Linked DNA regions of Sus scrofa: regions 1 and 2 are each linked to region 3. The links are chromatin contacts, called in public Hi-C and promoter capture Hi-C maps. All regions are on one chromosome and are shown on one strand. The core of a region is the stretch at or near the end of the contact, and the rest is flanking DNA. Distances in the headings are between cores, read along the strand shown. Region 1 holds the start of TRPC4AP (short transient receptor potential channel 4-associated protein). Region 2 holds the start of ACSS2 (acyl-CoA synthetase short-chain family member 2). Region 3 holds the start of AHCY (adenosylhomocysteinase).

What was found. Promoter capture Hi-C pulls out the DNA fragments that hold promoters and counts their contacts. A called contact is a pair of places that touch in the nucleus more often than the background predicts.
Region 1: a contact with region 3 is called in a promoter capture Hi-C map of fetal liver, with 2.4 times the contacts expected there. The contact joins the promoter of TRPC4AP here to the promoter of AHCY in region 3. A contact is called at or near these places in 1 of 5 promoter capture datasets (fetal liver) and 1 of 47 Hi-C or Micro-C datasets (embryonic fibroblasts).
Region 2: a contact with region 3 is called in a Hi-C map of liver, with 4 times the contacts expected there. The contact joins the promoter of ACSS2 here to the promoter of AHCY in region 3. A contact is called at or near these places in 1 of 5 promoter capture datasets (fetal liver) and 1 of 47 Hi-C or Micro-C datasets (liver).

What each region holds. Positions count from the first base shown.
Region 1 is chr17:38,466,963-38,469,662 of Sscrofa11.1, reverse strand. TRPC4AP (short transient receptor potential channel 4-associated protein) reads left to right here and starts at 1,373. Exons shown (of 19, transcript XM_003359957.4): 1 at 1,373-1,630. The coding sequence starts at 1,463.
Region 2 is chr17:38,258,889-38,261,588 of Sscrofa11.1, reverse strand. It overlaps ACSS2 (acyl-CoA synthetase short-chain family member 2), which reads right to left and starts at 1,301. Exons shown (of 18, transcript NM_001143695.1): 1 at 1,073-1,301. The coding sequence starts at 1,250.
Region 3 is chr17:37,742,939-37,745,638 of Sscrofa11.1, reverse strand. It overlaps AHCY (adenosylhomocysteinase), which reads left to right and starts at 1,261. Exons shown (of 10, transcript NM_001011727.1): 1 at 1,261-1,380. The coding sequence starts at 1,353.

The sequences.
Region 1 (2,700 bases), core at 124-2,623, 720 kb before region 3:
TATCATAATTTTATGAGGTATAATTGACATATCATAAAATTCACTCATTTTGAGTGTACAATCCAATGATTTTTAGTCAAATAAGGGATGTATCACCATTACCACAAACCAGCTTTAGAACTATATTTTGATTTTGTTATATGTAACTTAATATGTCTGAGATTCATTTTAGCTTTTGCTGTAAAGTTTAAGACCTAAATTTTTTTTTCTTTCCCCATTGATTTGAAATGTCTCCCTTACCACATGCTAAAGTTCCAAGTATATCTGGATCTGGTCCCTGGTCTCCCTGTCTTGGGGTCACAAATAGGGTTTTACTTGGCCTATGGAGTTTTCAGAACTGGGTAATTTCACATCAAAACCCAGCTTTTTGGCTGTTCTGGAAAAACTAGACGATTCAGCAACAATCTGCAGGAGAGGGTAGAGATCACTCCTTTTGATGGGCCTGAGGATGGTGACCACAATCCCAGTGTGCCAGGAACAATCCCTATATATGCCTGCTGTCCTGTTGTAATTGTTAGCAGCATCCTTTCATTCTTAAATATGTTCTGATTTGAGCAATAAACTATGCGGCACAATCTCCACCATTCCTTATTGCATCACACCCAGCATTCCTCTTTCATTTATTTTACATGATCCCCTCCCAGGAAGAAAAAAGGAGAGGAGAGGACGAGATCCTGCCACAGAAATTTGCCAAAAAAAATGATTACGTTGGTTCGGAGTAGAGAGAACATACCGTCCTGTGTGGAGAAATTACGACGTTTCCTCTGACAGAGAATATGATGTCACAATTTACCAATCCTTTCCCCTTCCATTATTTCATTTAACTTCACGACAATCTAGTTACACATCTTACCCAGTTTGTTACTGTGTATTTGCATATGGATTTGCTGACCTCCCCTGTAACTTGCATTTGAAAACAGGGACTTTGTTCTGCTCAGCACTGTTTTCCCAAGGACTGTTCGGTACTGATAGAGCGGGCCCCAAGGAACTATTTACTGGCTGAACAGACTCCCAGGAACTATCGACTGAATGAACTAACAAGAAACTGAGGCTCAGGTCCGTGGCGAGTCAAGGGTAGAGAAAGAGGCAAGCAGGAATCACATCAGGCGGCCAGATTCCTGGTCTGGAACCCAGGATCTTCTAGCTAGTTGGCTATAACCTCCCCAAATAGGCAAGAAATGGGAGAGTGCGCACGCAGAGACTTGTCTTCGACGTCAGAGGACCTCGCCAAAATGCTGGGCCAGAGAAACAAGTGGCGCAGGGGACGCCAGGCTCTCTCGCACCTGCCCGCCTCAGATCAAGACTACAGTTCCCAGCAGCCCCCGCGGGGCTCACGGCTCTGCCACGCGGCTTGCGCCTCCGCCGTCAGCCCAGTGGGGGCGCTGCGGCGACCCCTCCGCCGCCCCGTAGAAATCTCCGCGGCCCCGGGGCCGCTTGCTTCCTGTTTGTCGGACGAGGAGACATGGCGGCGGCGCCGGCGGCTGCTGGATCTGGGGCCGGCCGGGCGCGACGGGCGGCGGCAACGGTGGCGGCTTGGGGCGGATGGGGCGGCCGGCCGCGGCCTGGTAACATTCTGTTGCAGCTGCGGCAGGGCCAGCTGACCGGCCGGGGCCTGGTCCGGGCGGTGCAGGTAGGAAGTCGGCCCGGAGGGGCGGGGCGGGGTGGACCGGGCGGGAGCTGGCCGAGGGCCGGCGAAGAGGCCTTTCCAGGCCGCCGCAGTACGGGCCCGACCCCTCTTGGCCGGCCGTTGGGCCTTTCTGTGGGCTCTCCGGACGCTGTCAGCCGCGGCAGGACAGTGAGTGGGCAGTGGCAGGCTAGAGGACCTGTGTTAGGGGCTGAGCAAGGCTGAGCTGCATCAGGCATTGATGGCGTGTACGAGTCCGGGGCCCAGCTCCTGGATCCTCCCTTCCTTGCGCCACGTCTGCACGTCTGGAGGACCCTGAGCGAGTTTGCTTTAGCCTCTATGGTCCTTGAGTTTCTCCCCCATGAATTGGGCGGTGGGTCATCACTGCAGCTCCTAAAAGGATCTCAGCTCCTAAAAGGTTCTCTCCTAAAATGTCATTCAGAGAGGCCTTTCCTTGACATAACCCCCCACCCCCACCCCAGAGTAGGTTCCCATTGTTATTCAGTTACAGACCTGAATTCGTTTTGTTCACATTACTTTCTCAGTCTGTAATTACATATTTCTTTGTTGTCTACTTTTTTTCTCGCCTGTATTCCACATTAAGCTGAGCTCCAGCGGGTGCAGGGACTGTATCTGTTTTGCCGGTGTAGAGCGTCATGGTTAAGAGCTAGGGCTGTAGAGTAAGGCCTGGATTCAGAATCCTGCTTTTTCTTGCTTGGTCAAATTACTTTTCTGTGCCTCAGTTTCCTTATTTGTAAAATGGAGATGATAATTAGTAAGCTACCTGTTAAGGTGTTGTGAAGATAAAAGACAATCGTGTAAAAGGTTAAATACATTTCTGGTGCATAATAAGAAACTGAAGGGTAATCAGTTAATATTAATGCTATACTTGGTATCTGGCTTATAATATGTGCTCAATATATGATTAGTCTGTCTGTCTTTCTTTCTTCCTTTCTTTCTTTTTCTTTTTTTTTTTGAGTGAATGAAGAACACTGCTTTAGGGTAAAGCAGGGTGAATTAAGACCTAGGCCGCTCGCCCTTTCCCCTCCCCCTTCACATTCCCAGAACTTAACATT
Region 2 (2,700 bases), core at 52-2,551, 520 kb before region 3:
CGTCACAACCGGAGCTCCTCCTTAGCGCTATTTAGATATTGCTGTGCATCGGGCACTCTACAATGCACACTTTGTACTCACTTTAGCCTTCAAACAACCTGCGCTTACTGTGCCTCAGGCACTCTATAATGCACACTTTACTTAGTACTCACTTTTGCCCTGAAACAACCCACGAGGCAGTTATTACTACCCCTCTCTTATAGATAAAGAATTTCAGACAGGTTTTTAAATCTCCAGAAGACCACACAGTAAATGAGTGGCAGAGCCAGGATCTAAATCCAGATTTTTCTGGGATTGATACAGTGGCTCACTCTTGCCCCACTGCCAACATCATGCAGCTCCCAACTCAGCTATACTTGTGACTCCTTACCTAGCTTGACCGCAAAGACCGAGAATTTTACTTACATATTCCCAAAGACATAGAACTATCCAAAACTCTGAGTGATTACGATCCCAGCCCCAGTTATTTTAAAAGACATTTTAGTGACTTGTTCAGTCTTATATTGTAGTTTCCATTGGGATTTCTGAAATACTAAAAATAGATCTGGGACTCCACTACTCATCTGAGGACCCCAGGATGGGACCCAGCCCGGTTACTGCCCTTCTGCAGTGGGACTAACAGGTGAAAGGTGTCAGGAGGCAATGGTGGGACCGGCGTGAAAGGGTGCGGAGAAAGTTCTCCCGTGGCCAGCCTGCCCTCAAGGCGCCTCTAAGAACCTGTCTGTTCACCTGAGAAACTCTCTCCAGGACACTTTTACTCTCCTCACCTCCTCACGAGACCCCCAAGTCGCCAAGGAACTCCCCAGACCTTAGGGAATCCTTATTTCCTACAGAACTCTCCTTCTCAGAGAACTCCCCTCTCCTCCTGGAACCCCTTTTCCATGTCCTCAAAGAACCGCTATCTGCTCACGGATCCCTCAACTTTCCGAGGGAACCCCAGCTCCCCCCAAAACCCCTCATCTCTCCACGGAACCCCATTTCCGCACAGAACGCCCCCAACTCCTCACTCCCCTGTGCACCCCCACTTCTCTCCTCCCTGACGTCCCTCAGGCCCGCCGGAGCTGGGCCTCACCTTGCGGGTTCTCCACAGAGAGCCGGTGCAGCTCTGCGTAACGCTGCTGCGAAGGGACGTGCGCGCAACGGATGATCTCGGGCGGTGGAGACCAACTCCGAGCCCAGCTCCGGGCTCCAGCCTCCTCCCGGGCCCTGCTCCCGCGGCCGCTCCGGCCCCGCTCTTCAGGAAGCCCCATTGCCTCAAGTTCCTTGCACAGAACCCGCCTTAGCTGTTGCCTCCAGCGCTCAGGCGGGGAAAACAAGCAGACCGAAGGGCGGGGCCTTAAGGAAGGGGAGGGGCTTGACGGCAGAGGCGTGGCTTAGGCCTGTCCTGGTTGTTGGGCGTCCGGGAGAGCGGAGCCGGGCCTGGTGGGGGTGGGACCAGGGCTAGCAAAGAAACCCAGGAGGGCAAGTGGAACTTTGCTAGGGGTTTGGGGCGGAGCTGACTTACGGAAGGGGTGGGGCCGGGCGTGACAGGAGAGAGGGTGGGCCCATGGAGTGAGGGGGAGTGGCGAGGCTGGATGTGACAGGAGAGGAGGCTGGACCATGGAGTGACCAGGGTTGGGTGGGATCTTGGAGTTACAGATGTAGATTTGTGTTAGGGCGGGACTCAGCGGGAAAGAGCTGGGCTAAAGAGCTGAGCCGCCCAGTGGTCTGATCGCACAGCCTGTCACCCCACAGAGTTGAAAAGTCAAGAGGTGTCCTTTCTGGGTGACACCTTTCCTCTGGGGGAACTATCCCCTACACTAAGTAAACTCCAATTTTCTCCCACCCCCGAGGATAGGTCTTTACTTTCCCTGATTGCGCAAACTTCCATCCAAAAAACTGAGTGAAGACTAGGAGGTGCCTTCAGGTCTCTGCTAATAAACCCATCTCCCCATTACATAAATGGTAAACTTAGGTAAAGGGAGGACTTTGTACAAGGTCACAGAGAAAACGACGACATGTTAGAGCCAAACCTAGGTCCTGACTCCAGGTCTTTTTACCAGCCTCATTTGGCTGAAGCTGTGGCTTGTGAAATGACAAAGTGTATGTAAACAGAAGGAATCACTCACTTTCCTTCCCCTTCTTTCCTTCCCGGTCTCTTCACCAAGAGACGTCTCCCTTGCCCCACCTGGGCTCAAATACCTCTGACTTCCCTCTAGCCCTTCCACTCCAGAAAGGAGAGGCCAACCAGGACCCTCATCTCCCACCTGTACTCACCACTAAGAAGGGCTCACACCACCCATTGGTTCACAGAATGGCTGTAAAGGCAGAAAAAATCCTTAAATATCTAATTCCAAGAATGATTCAGAGGCTCAAAGCAGGCACTCCCCACTTCCTGAAGCCTACACAGGACCCCATCTGGCTCAGCCTCTCTTCCCACCTGCTCCCTTGTTCTTTAATTAGCTCAACTCAAGCCCAACACAACCCAAATGGAAAAACAAACACTGCCCCCCACCCCCATGGTCAGACCTATGATCCAGAGCTACCTAATCCTGAGGGAAGGGTTTCAAGGCTCCCTGAAGGGATACAGACCTCAAGGAATGGACATGGACCCCACTGGGAGGACAGATACTTCATCAAGGAGGCATTAATTGCTCTAAAGGGGCACACATTTCACTGATAGCACAAGGACTCCATCAAGGGAGAATAAATCTTATTGAG
Region 3 (2,700 bases), core at 12-2,511:
GGATCTGGTGTTGTCACTGCACCAGCTTGGGTTGCTGCTGTGGCTCAGGTTAGATCCCTCCTTGGGAACTTCCACATGCCAAAGGCACTGCCAAAAAAAAAAAAAAAAAAAAAAAAAAATAGAACTGAAAGAGAAAAGTAAGTTGCAGAAGAATATGTATCCTATGATTTCATTTACACAAAGGTGAAACAGTCAAAACTAAGCAATGCATGGTTTAGTGGGTTAAGGATCTGGCATTCCTGTGGCTGTGGCTGGCAGCTACAGCTCCGATTTGATCTCTAGCCTGGGAACTTCCATATGCCACAGGTGCAGCCCTAAAAAGCAAAAAAGAAAAAAACAATTCTGTCAGACTGACAAGTGATGACAGGGATGTGGATCAACAAGCCCTCTCAGACACTGCTGGTGATAGGATGAGCTACCTTGGAAAACAATTTGGTAATATCTAGGAAAGTTAAAAATGTGCCTTTATCTCAAAAACTCCACCCCTGAGTACACTTATGGTTCCAGGACACCTACTCATGGGCTAAGAGGCAATGTTCATTTTTTCATATACACAATAATGGCAGACTGTATAAAATCTGAATATAGAACAGGTAAATTAATCACACGATGTATACAATAAAATACTATACAGCAGCAAAACTCTATGCATGACCCTTACAAATATTAACAGAAAAAAAGCAAGTTGCAGAAGAGTAAGTACAGTATGGCACTATTTAAATAAAGGTTTTAAACACAGAGTGACTTCTATGAAGCATTTAATGATTTATGCATATGTAGTAAAAGTATTAAAAATGCATACAAATCTACCTAAACTCAGCATGGTGGGAGGAGGGTGGAAGGTCTCCCATGTGCTAGGTGTTGACATATTGCAACTTTACCTATTTGTATGGTAGGTATCATTCTGCCCAATTTATAGAAGAGGAAATTGAGGTTCTGGGAAGTGAACTGGTTGGAATTTCAATTTCACTCGGTTTTGGCGTCGGATTCACTGATTGAATGAATGAAGTTAAAGATGGCCTCAGGTTTGATATCAGGCCTCTCCTGGAACTCCTTTCGCTACGCTGCTCGGGAGGTGGAAGGTCCCCGTAAGCTAAAAACTGGTCTGAACCCCAACCAAAGTCCGTTCTGGTCCCGCCCCCCTCCGTTGGGCCCCGCCCCCCTGCGTTGGGCCCCGCCCCGACCGCTCAGCACCAGCGGGACTCATGAATATGCAAGCTACGGTAAGATATTTAAAGGCGCCGGTGCCACTCGCAGATCCCTGCCCGGCGCCGCCCGCCCTGCGTTTGTCCCCAGCCCAAGGCCGGCCCCCTTCGCTCGTGTCCATCACTACGTGTGGAAGCGCCGCCAGCATGTCGGAGAAGCTGCCTTACAAAGTCGGTGAGTCCCTGGACATGCAGGGTAGGGGCCTGCTGGGACGGCAGCCACAGGGCCGAATCGGGGCGCTCAGGAGGAGCCCCTTGAATCGCTGGCTTGGCGCGGTCTTTGGCCGCGCGAGGCCTTCTGGGGGCTGGAGTTCTTCCGCCGCCATGAGCAGGTCTTCGGAGGCGGCCGCGCACTACGAGTCCCGGCGTGCCCCGCGAGGCCGGGTGCAGCGGCGCGGGCTGCGGAGTGGTGAACTCGCGGCGTGTTCCACACGGAGCCGGCTGGGGCGGGCGGGGAGCGCACACCTAACCGAGGCCTGGGACCAATGGCACCTGCTGGGGCCAACACCGGGGAGCCTGGATCCTGCCTCCTGGGTCTGGACCAGCTCTTTGGCCCCCTGGGTGGTCCTGGGCAAGTGCTTATCCCTCTCTGGGCCACCTACAGGGAAGACGAGGTCATTAAGACCCCGAAGGGCACGTGAGGAGAGGCCTGGAGACTGAGCCGACACAAGCACTAGTCCACTTACAAGGGACTTTGGGCTTGTTACTCAACCTCTGGGGTCACCCACCTGGCCAACAGGGACAATCGTACAGAGAATCTCGAAGAAATTTTGGAGTGGCTAGAAAAATCCTTACTGCTCTCCTAGGGATTGAAGCTGTGCATTGATAGTTAATGTTTACTGGGCTTTTACTGTGGAATGGGCACTGCCTTCTACCTTTATTCTAGATTAATTCATTTTCTTCTCACGGTTTTTTAGGATAGGGGCTGTTACTTTATCATTTTACAATGAGTATACTGAGATACAGGAAAAAAGGTTAACTTGTCCATGATCTTATAGCTGGGAGGTGGTGGAGCAGGATATAAATCCAGATCCTGCTCACCTTTTCACCACAGTATATAAGTGAACACATCTGAAACAGCCCCACTGACCTTTCAGGAAAAAACTGTTCAGGCAGACTATCAGTTTTTAAAGTAAATTCAAGACACCATTCTACCCAGAGAAAGGCATCAATATTTATGGAGCTGTGTATCTGGGGGTTTGCATTTGTTTACAGAATGACCTTTAGAGGTGGACTTTATCCCATTATACAGAGGAAGAAGCTGAAGGTGTAATAGGAAATGACTTGGAAAGATTCTGTGGAAATAGTAACTTACCAATAGTTGTTTATCAAGTTGCAGCCCAGAGCAGACTCTTGTCCCTGTGGTGTGAATGAAGTGGAAGCCTAGAAAGGTTAAATCAAGGTCATGTCAGTGGGAGAGTTGGAAAAAGGGCTTGTCATACTGTGGAGAGATGGGTGAGTTAGGGTTGAGGGCTTTGGGTTGTATGGGAGGAGG